Linked DNA regions of Oryctolagus cuniculus: regions 1, 3 and 4 are each linked to region 2. A link is a contact called in public Micro-C data. All regions are on one chromosome and are shown on one strand. Each heading gives the region's core, a stretch centred on a gene start, on an enhancer-like site or on the middle of the called end of the contact. The rest is flanking DNA. Distances are from core to core; before and after follow the strand shown.

Region 1 (2,700 bases), core at 136-2,635, 560 kb after region 2:
CTTTGTGCATAAGCAAAAACGAAAACACAACTTCTGGTTGGAGCTGTTTCCAAATAACCTCCTCACTGGAAAAACTCGAGTTCATACTGAAAGACCCTGACCTACCCACTGACTAAGCCAAAAATAATCCAGCATCACAAGGCCACAATATTCACTCAGAACTTGCAAGCAAAGCAACCAGGACAAGAGTTTGGTCAAGCCTCCACAACTCAATTTATGTGTCAATAGAGCAAAGAGCTGTGGGGTATGTGACCGAGGCTGTGACTGGAAAGTTGGCGAAATGTCACCAAATGGCTTGTTGTATCCCTTTTAACATAAATCAATCATGTTCCCATGACGTTACCCATTAAAGCTATAATGATCTACTCCAATGATTACATTGTTTGATTGGAACTTTTTGTTTAACAAAAATCTTGTGGATAAGAAAGAGCATTGCCACAGCCCATCCTAAAGAGACCTGTGTGACATGTATTGAATATCGGTAATATTTGCATGAGAAAATGCACATGCCTAGCACTTTATAAACATTAACTTGTGTATTAGTATTGTATTACTGTTAAAGTCATTTGTCAGGCAATCAAAAGTAAAATTAATTCTACAACTGAACTTTGAAAAAATTTATAACGCAAAATTCACATAAACGTATTTTCTTTTCCATTTATGTGTGCCATTTTACTCTTGAAATCAAACATAAAATTCAGAGCAGAAGTATAAAGGAAGGCATTTGACTATTACATCAGTGCAAGCTGACTGCATAACGGTGACAACTTGGGCAAAAAAATGATGATGGGGAAAAGCTATGCTAACAGGGCTGCATTTCTAAAGTAAAAGGAAATACATAATAGTCTAGGAAACTAATTGTTGGATTGCTATCATTTTTGAACTTTTCTCTAAACTAGTGAAACTTCTGCTTTGTAAATAATATATGCCCCAAACAGATGCCACGGCATGAGGCATATTTAGAAGGATTTTGGGGACTACTACATCGCAGCTAAAACGCTTCCCTGGGTCTTTTCTGTTGAGATCCATTTGCCAGTGAAATAATTTTTTTCTCTAATATGATGTGGATCATAGCAACAGTGGGTTCAGATGTAACCATTTCGGAGCAGAGGCCTAGCTCAGTATGCCAGGAAAAAAAAAAAAAAAAACGCACCACAAAGAACATTGAGATGAATGGCTCTATTTTATGAGCCATAAAAGTTTTATTCATCTTGACACTGAAACAGGTTTAGGCAGTGAGTTGACACGCCTTAAATAAATAAGTGGAATTAATTCCCCGGCTCGGGAAACAATAGCAGCATGCATGCAGCACGGAGAAATGCCCCATTGTTTCCTGTGGCTGCCTGATATTGATATTATTTCTGTTTTGCTGTGCTGCTTCCTCAGGGGCCTGGTTGATCCACTTCAGATTCATCCCCTGTTTTATTAGAGGTTGAAAAAGGTTCAAGACCTGGTTGTACCACAGCTCCCACCGACAGCTAAGGAACCAGTTTGGCGTCTGGTTTGTCTGTTGTTTTACTGCTGACCTTCAAATCAACTTTAACCCCTGACCTCTGGAGGCATCTATCATGACAAGAGGCTGTTTAACACAAATGGTGCCCATTTATAGGGGAAGAGACTCCGAAGATTCCCTTTTTATGAAGAATTTAGTTTTTCACCCCTCTTTTCTCAGTCACCACAGGTGAAATCCCTCTTAGCAGCTGGCTTATGAAATAATCTGAAGGGAGGCCTTAATGAGCAGAAAGCACCCTCAGCTGGAGATAAATATATGCAAATGAGATGCACAAACAAAGGAGCCTGGACAGAGAAATATCTGCAATTCCAGCAAAATGCGGCCTGCAGCTCGAGGATGAACAGCTTTGATAAAATGGTAACAAAAAGCACCTTTTTCTCCTCCCGCGTGGTTTCCATTGCAACAGACCATTGTCCCTGCAGCCAGCGAGCAGGCAGAGGTTCTCTGCGCTATCTCAGGAAACTGTTCAAACATTTGTTTTAAGACATTCAGGAAATACAATCAATGGACTGCGTCTTTGTTGCTGTTGCGTGGGTTGGGTTTGGTTTTGTTTTTCCCTGTGTCCGATGTTCCTGTCGTGAGTTTACCTGTTGGTCTGCCTGGGGTTTGCTGCCGCTGTGTCGCTGTGCCAGCTCACATTTTGGTGACTGTTTTCTCCTTCCACTTAGAAAGATTTTTTGCGTTTTTTTTTTTTCATTTCCGTGGAAAGAGATTTCAAGTAATAACTAGTCAGAATCGGCTTTGAGCAGCACCCAAACAACTAGTTTTAATGATGGCAATCAAGTGTGTAGAGCTAATTCACAGACAGGCATGTAACATGCTGATTTTAATAAGCTTTAAAAAGGCAATCTCTAACTTTTAAAAGTCTCTTTTTAATTTAATCGTCCTTGGTTCATATGATGCCAAAACAAACAAAGCCATTAAAATATGTTTTCAATATGTATCCGCAGTGTTATTTGATGGTGTTTTAAATTAGCATCGTGTTGGTAAAATATTGATTTGATGAGCTTTAGAAGTAGAAAAGCTGAAATCATCAACCTGTTTTTGGGGGGTGGAGGGTGGACCACATTTTTCTCTAGAAATGAACAAAACCCCAGCCCCAAGGTGTCACCAGGGAGAGGCTGGACTCCGAGGCAAATGACCGCATTGGAGCATATGTGCTCTGTTTATGCAGCTAAGGTGAGAGA
Region 2 (2,700 bases), core at 31-2,530:
TTTCTGTTTATTTCTGAGGCTGTGGCGCAATGTGGAGTTCAAGTGTTCTGACACTTTCACACACCATGCAAGGCTGTAGCCTGTTCATCCTTTATTAATTTCTTGGTGAATACATTTGGGTTTTCACCTCACGCCAATAAATGCAAGAAGGGATGTAGTTTTGACATTGTTTCTCTACCCTTGCAGTCCCCATAAGCATAAGTTGTCTCTCTGGCAGGCTAGTGGCTGCATATAAAGCCCTTGTTTACTTTATCTGAACATCCGTTTCATTTCTGCTTGATCTGCAGAATAAATGAAATGAAATAGTGTGGCAGAATTAGAATTGTGAGAGCCTGAAAAAGACATTTGGGTCACTGAGTAACTAGAAGTACCCTTTGTTTACATGTTTCTGAAGTTTCTGTCACTGCAGCTGTGTCACAGCTTGTAACAACTAATCCCTTTTTATTTGTATTTCACTTTATTTTATTTTGTATTAAAGGCACTTTTAAGCCATGTCTTCCAAATGTGTCGAGGTTTCATAACTGTCTTAATAGTGTATACACATTAGAATTACGCCAGCGAATTTCCTCCAAATCTGGGTTCTGTTAGAATGACTTTAAGAAGAGTTTGAAGGACAATTAAAACGTGTTAATCTGTATTTGAAAACTTGATCCGCTTAAAAATTGGTTTCCCATCCACTTAATTTGCCAAGGTTTCCCACATCGCGTAGCTGAGGTTCTCGCGAGAGGTCCGAAAAGGGCGCTGTGGGAGGAAATGGCTGCAGGAGGCTTGGGAATTTTGCTCCCTGTCAGGCCTTTGGGCTGACATCCTCTGAACATGGCTTAGGTCCTGCTTCAGGGAAAATGACGCACTGAAGGGCTGGAAATGGGGCTTAAGCAAGCGCACTTTCCACGCTCAACAAAGCCTACCATCATTTTACTACACACTTTGTGCACTTTGTGCGTGCTTTTAATAAACCGGTCCTCTAAATAAATAAATAAATAAATAAGTGAATAAATACATAAGTAAATAAATAGATTTGTTCTGCTTCAACTGGCTTACAAAGGGCTCAGAGGGAAAAAAAAATCTGTAACACCTCTTGGGGTTTGGGAGGTAAGTTCACGGTCCTGCATGGTGGCGGGGAGACGTGCGATAGCAGTTTGGCAGGAGGTGAGTGGATTGTGTCCCAGGCCTCCGGGAGTGCAGGCCGGAGCTTCCCGCCCAGCAGGGGGTAGCCGCGCGCCGGCCGCCGGCAGGGCCTCGCCTCCCGGGGCGGACGCCGGCCGTCCCCGCCGCGCTGCCCAGGGGTTCCTCCCCAAGACTCGCCCGGTCCCGAGGCGGCCGCCCGAGAGCTGGCGCCCCTCTAGGGGAAGCCCGGTCATCTGCCCCGGGCTGGCAATCAAAGTGGAGGGGGGCAGCTTTCACTTTCCCTTCCCATTCTGTTCTCCCACCCAGGGGGCAGAGGCTCTGAGCTCCCTGGGAAGGGAAGAAGAGAGACGCATAGGTCGGGCCAGCAGCCGTGTGTGTGTGTGTGTGTGTGTGTGTGTTTAGTGTACGGGGGAGTGTGTGGCGTGTATGTGGTTCCACTGGTTGAAGTGTGTGATGTATGCGTGCGGCGTGTGTGCAGCGTGTGGTATTTGTGTAGGCTGTGTGCATATGGTGTAAGGGCGTGTGCATGCGCACCGAGAGAGAACCTGGGAGCCAGCAGGTGAGCCCGAGGCGGACGGCGAAGGGCGGAGGCCTGCGTGGAGGGGGCTCAGGAATGATTGCTGGACTGCCTGGGAGAAAGAGAAGCCCTGATGGATGGAGAGGGACAAGGTGGGAGGAGGCAGAAAGGAAAAAACACTTGGAAGGAAACCTGTGTTATCTGCTGCTGTAGACGGAGCTCGAGCCCCTGTCGCTGCTGTGTCCACGGAGAACTCGCCAGCCTCAGATCTCCCAAACCTCACCTTACTGCTTCCCACCCAGACCCTTTTCGGTTGACGCTGCTTTTCTTTGTTCTGTTTTCTCCCAGTGCAATGAACCCTTACATTATGGGCTTCTGTTGTAGTTCTAACCTCTAATACACAACCATTACATCTTATCTCGTCTTCTAAATTACACTCAAATCCAATTATAAAACCCTCTCTCCTTCAAGAGCACACAACTTGCCACATTACTGAGATGCTGGGCTGCTCTTTTGTTTTTCTAAATTAATAATAACTACCATTTTCCGTCTGCTCTTATCATAGGACTCTTTTATATCACCAAGCAGCTTTCCAAAATGCACGTTATGATATTTTTTGCATCTTTGCTGGGCTACGAAACAGCTAAGGATGATTTTCCAAACATTCATAAAAGATCTGTCAGTTGGTTTTTTAGTATCGAAACATTTGAAACTCTACAATTCTTGATGGGGGAAATATTTAGCAATTTATCAGCTAAAATTTCACTATTGCTTCCTATGTTGGAGTGAAATAGAAATTCTATCACTTTTAAGATTTTAAAAGGTTTGGATGGAATTTGTTAAAATTTTTGTGGATTGAAAACTTAGTCCTACTAAGGTTTCAAAAATACAAGTAAGCTGTAATCCAGTGCCCCACCGTGAGTTTCTTGAATCTGCAAGAGGGAAGTGACTGTCTAAAGGTAAATTCAACCTTATAAATTACACAAATCATTCAGTGAAAGTGAACCTGCAAAAAACACTTTAGGGAAAATTTTAACATCACCAAGAATATTCTC
Region 3 (2,700 bases), core at 164-2,663, 800 kb after region 2:
CTGCTCCTTTGCTGACCACACTTTCCTGTCCCCCCACCACCACCCACCCCACACACTCGGTTCGGCGAAAACTCCCAGTGCCTGAGGAAAAGGATCCACTTCGGGAGCCGAGGTTTGCAGACAAAAGCTGCCGGTACCCAAACTCGGAGGCTCGGCGCCTCTGGCTTTAACTTTCCCCCTGCGAATACCTATTCTCTGGGCTTAGTCATTTCCCCCCTTCTCTTTATTGTGGCACTCTGAGGTGGCCCTTTACAGTGCTATGTAATGGTGTTATTTTCGAGTTTGCTGCCCGCCGGGCTCCGGTCTGCTGAGAGGGCTTGGCCGCAGCAGCTCGACCGGCGCCGGGAAGCCTCCCATCCCCGAGCGGGGCTCGCAGCTCGCTCGGCTCCGAGAGGAACCCCCGCCCCCACCCCCCAGCCGAAGCCTCGCCGAAAACTCCCCCTGCGGTCGGCTGGAAAATGAACTCACCCAAATCTCGGTGGGCAGCCGTGGCGAAGGGCTCGGCCAATCAGGAGGCGCCCCCGCCCAGGCGGCCGCGCATTGGCTGCGGGGAAAATCAATTATCAAATAATCGATCAGCAGGGAGCTTCGATCTGCCGGGAATGCAAACCGCCAGCCCCGATTCCCGCCCCGAAGGTGGCCAAAAGGCTGACTCCCTCGAAGCGGCGGGCGCACGCGCCCCTCACCCCCACCCCCGTCCTGCGGCCCGGGCCGCGGCCCCAGCCCTGGCCCCTAAAGGGGCGCAGGGGTGGGGGGCAGAGTTTTCAGCCAGAGCGAGGGGGCTCCGTTCTGGCGGAGACGGTTTGGAAAAGGTTAGGCGCTCGGAGGTGTGCAGCAGCCAACTCTTAGGCGCCAAGTAGCAGGGAAGATGCGACCCGAGTTTCCGTGGAGTGGGCTTGCGACAGCGGGCACCAGGGCGAGCGTCGGACCCGGGGTCCCGACCGGGTCCCCGCCGCGCGCGGAGCCTCCCCGAGGCGATTCCTGTGGCTTCCTAAAGCCTCCGCACGGGTCGGCGCCGGCTGAGCCGCCCCGAGAGGGCAGCGTTTCCAGCAGGCCGAGCCGACGAGCCCCGCAGCCTCCCCCAGCCCCCCGCCCCAGTCCGCTCCCGGTGTGCGCCTGGAAGACAGGGCTGGCGCGGTCCACCCAGAACCGCTCTCTCCTCCGAAGAGCCACGGCTGCTTTCCGTCGGTTCCAAACGTCCTCGGGATCCCTCATCTCTTGACTCGCCCCCCCATCCCCCTCAGACACACGCCTTTTCTTCTTTTGTCTGGCACACTCAAGTTTTAGGATCTCTTACTTTTTACGTCGCATACGTGTGTAGTTTCCTGGCACAAACTCCCCGACGCCTCACTCGGAAAGGGAAGGCAGGCCCCGGAGTCAAAGCCTGGGGGTCGGGGGGTGAGGGGCAGCCAGGTGGATGACCGGCGCCTGTGAGCCCACGCCTGACCCCTGCTCTCCCCACCCTCGCGGCATGAACTTGGAAGCAAATTTCAGGCCAATTTCAGGGTCTCGGGGAGGCGATTTCTGTCTTCTTCCTGGGGAGTGGCGCTGGCTGGGCCAGGCAGCACAAGCCTTTCCCAAGTATGGAGAGGACCGGGCCGGCCCGCAGCCCGCCGGCCTTCCCCACCACCTGAGCGCCTTCGACGGCTGCCTGCGGGGCCGTGCGCGCCGTCTCCGCACCCGCGCTCCTGGGAGCGGGAGGGGGACCCGAGGGGGACAGGGGAGGGCGTCGAACCAAAGCCTGACGTGGGCACGGCTTCGCTCACGGCCCTTATGTGAACTGCGAGGGAGATTGTGTAATTTAACTGAGGGAAATTTACTGCGAAATACACTTAGACGACCATGATCTTTACCAGCCCTTAGGGGTTCTCAGCAGACTTAGGTAACCCGGCCGGGCGTTCCCTCCGCTCAACCCTCCACGTTTTCACATTAGGAAAAGGGCAGTTTGTTAATATACGGAATATACTTTTTTAACAACAGGATTGGCTTCGTGTTATTGCTTTCCAGCAAATAATATCTTTTGTTTTCAGCAGAGATTAAAAACGAAAAAAATTCAAGTAAATCACTCTTTTCCAACAACCGGAGCCTTCAAAATAGTAGGCAGACTTGGGTGCAAACCATGGTATGCCAGGTCACCTTAAAAATGTTCTTTAAATGTCGTACACACAGATTTTTCTTACAGAATGGAACAGTTTGAGTTTGTGAGCTTAAAATAAACTTACTGGTTGTGAAAAGTGTCTTCTTCCCCACTATCCATTTGTAACTGTGAACCCAATGCTACTTCTAGGCCTTTGTACAATTAATTCTAGACAATCAAGGGGCTGAAACACTTTTACAATGTAATTACAGTAGTACAAATTGTTTGCCCAAACCTCATTCTGGATAAGGATTTTACAATTAGCAAACAGTTATTACAGTTGGGGCTTGCCGGGAGAAATTGCATGGAGGGTGTCTAGAGTTTTAACATAGGAGCCATAAAAGTTAAAAAAAAAAAAAAAAAGGGATACCTCCTTCAACAGGGTAACAATGAATCATCTATTAAAAGGAATAAGTGAAGGGCCAAGTCCTAGGTGTCAGTGAGAGCGGATGAGACGTTCCTGCTTGCTATGTGACAGCACCTATCCTAAGCATGGATCGTACACTTTCTTTTCTAGGCAAGTGAACTTTATTCTGCAGCATCTTGACTTGGTGAAGGCCCTT
Region 4 (2,700 bases), core at 98-2,597, 660 kb after region 2:
AGGGAGGCAAGAGGCTCAGGATCCTGTCACTTTGGGGCGAGGGGGAGGAAGAACGTGTCGAGGTGCCAGGCAGGCCTAGGAGGAAAGGCAGATGGGAGGGGAGGGGGAGAGCGGGCCGGCACAATCCCACCCCTTCCAGGAGGTCGCTAACCCGGAGAGAGCGCACACAGGGCTCCTGACCCCTGCCGGGCACGCCTTGGCTTGGAGCTGGGGACCCCCGCGCGGCGCGCCCTGCCACAAGGTGGGACCCGCCTCAAGAGCGGACCGGCGGGCGGGAAGCAGGTGACTTTATTCACTGCTTCCCCAATCCGCGAGGTCCCGGGACTCATTTTCCGCCTGGAGATTAAGATCATTGCTCGCGTAATGAACTTAATGCTTTAGGGTAGAGGTGAGTGTGTCTGCGAGTGGGCAGGGGTAAGAATTACCGACCCGATCGATGGGAGACTGGCTTAAAAGTAAATCCTTTCCCTCCGGGGCTTTACCGGCAGGGTTTCCCCGTCCTGGGTCGAGCGCGCCGGGAGGGCGGCAGGCAGCGCGCGGAGGGGCGACCCGGGGACGCGGCCAGCCGGGGCCAAGGCCCTCAACACGTTCCCCTACGTCCCTACCGAGACCCCCGGGGTATCATTTTTTAGGGCAAAGACGCTTTAAAGCTCAAACATTGGCGAACTGATTGCTCAATATGTTGTTTGTTTTTCCTTTCAGCTCCGCCTTGGGAGAGAATGTTTCAGACGCGCTGGCTGGCGGATCGCGCGGAAAGGGGACCTCCCCCGCCCTTCCGGCAGCCCCCAGCTCGGGCCCCGGCCCCCCACCCTCCCTCCCTCCCTGCCCCTTGCTGGGCCCTGGGATTCCCAGCCTCGTGGAGAGGGTGCACCGTGGCCACCCTAAGGGCTTCGGGACGCCGAGCAGCCAGGCGTGCGCGGCGTCACCGGAGAAGGGAGTGAGTGCAGGGAGAACGCCCGGCCAGGCGGAGCGCCCCCTCTATCCTGTTCCAGGTTCTCCTATGGCGTGCAATACGCCTACCCCGGAGCTCCGCGAGGGGCTGCCGGGATCCCAAAGGAGGGGAAAGTTAGCGGAGCTTTGCAAGTGCGCCGAGGGAGTTCGGGCCTAAAGCGCCCGGGAGAGGCCCAGAGCTCTCTGCTGCGGCTCCCCCCACTCGCCCCCGCCCCAGGGGCCCTGCCCGAGCTCCAGGTGCCCTCCGGTGCCCAGGCTCTCAGGAGCACGCTCCCAGGGCCTGCGTGGGCCTCGGGAATCCGGACAGACGTGGCAGAGTCCAGCACAAAGCACCCCGAGCGCTTCCGAGGGAAAGACACCCCCTTGGAGGTGTCTCTCCACACCTTTCCGTGCAGACCCCGGCCTTTCCGGCGTCCAGACACAAAACCGACCGCGTCCCAGCTCGACTTTCAGGTCGGGAGTGAGCAAGACGTGGGAGGCTACTGCAGGCGCCTGAGCAGCCCCTCCGTGCTCTGGGCCCAGGGCAGGGTCTCGTCGATCCACGCTCTGGGCCCAGGCCGGACCCTGTGCACTACGGGACCCAGGTAGCTGCGTCCGGGCCGGAGCTCCGCGCAGCTGCCCGCGGGATGCTCCCTGCAGTCGCACGGCCCGGCCCGGCCCGGGATTACAGGCATCTTCCCTCCGGCCCGCGGACCTGGAGGGCGCCGCCCACGCCAGGAACCCGGCTCGCCAAGTCTGCGCGCCGCGTGGGAGCCGCGCGCGGGGCGGGGTAGAGGGGTGGCGAGGGCTTGTTTTCCTTCTCCGAGCCTTTGGACTTCAGGGCGAAGTTTCCCGGTAGGCGCCTGGGCCCCGGGGTCGCAGCCTCGCACCGCCGCTGTTGCCCGCCCACCTCCCCGCCCCCGCGGGCCGAGCGAGCCGGAGCCGCACACCCGGCCCCGCGCCGCCCTCCCGGGGCTACCCTCCCCCAGCCCAGCCCACCCCCCGGGCTCGGCGGAGGGCGCCTCTCTCCCCGGGGCGAACCCTGTGGGCCCCGCTCCCTGCAAAGGAGACACCCGCCGCCTCCCGAGAAACTTCTAATACCATCCATACAGCTTTAATGCGTTTATAATTCGATAAGTGATTTCAATTTGAAATTGTTAGTAACTAATTTTATGGGTAATTTTTCCACATCAAATATTTAAGCATCAGATTAAGGGAGCCAGTTCCGACACAGGATAATCAGGGGGTTCCCCCCACCCCGCGCGCCTCCGCCTCCGCCTCCCTGCGGGTCCTACCGAGTCATTTTTCCAAATCCCCAAAAGGTGGCAGTCGAAGCTGACTTTCCTCCTCGGCGGCGCTGCGCAGGGCGGGGGCGGGGAGGGCGGGCAGGGGGAGGGGAGGGAGACACCGGGCGCTGCACGCACTTTTCAAACTCATTCTCGCACACGTTTCCCGTGCAGCACGAGCCAGAAGCGGCGGCGAGTTTCCGGGAAAAGTCCTGGCAGGAGAGAAAGTCCAATCATGCGCCTTGTGGCCTGGGGTTCCGCAGACGGGGGACACTGAGCGCTTGCAGACCCAGCCCCGGATCCGAGCAGAGGCGGCGGCAGCGCCGGCTTTCCGATATTTCTTTGTAATTTAACAGTAACGGAGAAATCCTATGTCACTAAGCAACTTGTTTCCTCGAGGACAGGGCTCCGCAAATTACATAATGGAGGGGAAGGCGGCGGGGGCGGGGGGAGCCGGGCGGCCCGCGGATGAATTGCCGAGCAG

The links. A called contact is a pair of places that touch in the nucleus more often than the background predicts.
Region 1: a Micro-C map of ear pinna shows a contact between it and region 2, with 6 times the contacts expected there. The contact joins two enhancer-like sites. A contact is called at or near these places in 2 of 6 Hi-C or Micro-C datasets (ear pinna and an unstated tissue).
Region 3: a Micro-C map of ear pinna shows a contact between it and region 2, with 10 times the contacts expected there. The contact joins the promoter of MEIS1 here to the enhancer-like site in region 2. A contact is called at or near these places in 4 of 6 Hi-C or Micro-C datasets (ear pinna, embryonic fibroblasts, skin fibroblasts and 1 more).
Region 4: a Micro-C map of ear pinna shows a contact between it and region 2, with 8 times the contacts expected there. The contact joins two enhancer-like sites. A contact is called at or near these places in 2 of 6 Hi-C or Micro-C datasets (ear pinna and an unstated tissue).

The regions. Positions count from the first base shown.
Region 1 is chr2:135,992,001-135,994,700 of mOryCun1.1, forward strand. LOC127488421 (a long non-coding RNA gene) reads right to left here. Exons shown (of 2, transcript XR_011386912.1): 2 at 1,165-2,700. Among named protein-coding and RNA genes, the nearest start is that of MEIS1, 240 kb to the right of the region's middle. Within about 2 kb of position 1,386, at least 1 of the 8 cell types and tissues checked has an H3K27ac peak or open chromatin away from gene starts, as enhancers often do. A contact at or near this core is called in ear pinna, where this site is marked.
Region 2 is chr2:135,429,986-135,432,685 of mOryCun1.1, forward strand. No RefSeq gene overlaps it. Among named protein-coding and RNA genes, the nearest start is that of ETAA1, 190 kb to the left of the region's middle. Within about 2 kb of position 1,281, at least 2 of the 8 cell types and tissues checked have an H3K27ac peak or open chromatin away from gene starts, as enhancers often do. A contact at or near this core is called in ear pinna, where this site is marked.
Region 3 is chr2:136,231,816-136,234,515 of mOryCun1.1, forward strand. MEIS1 (Meis homeobox 1) reads right to left here and starts at 1,414. Exons shown (of 12, transcript XM_051837800.2): 1 at 1,298-1,414.
Region 4 is chr2:136,087,149-136,089,848 of mOryCun1.1, forward strand. No RefSeq gene overlaps it. Among named protein-coding and RNA genes, the nearest start is that of MEIS1, 140 kb to the right of the region's middle. Within about 2 kb of position 1,348, at least 2 of the 8 cell types and tissues checked have an H3K27ac peak or open chromatin away from gene starts, as enhancers often do. A contact at or near this core is called in ear pinna, where this site is marked.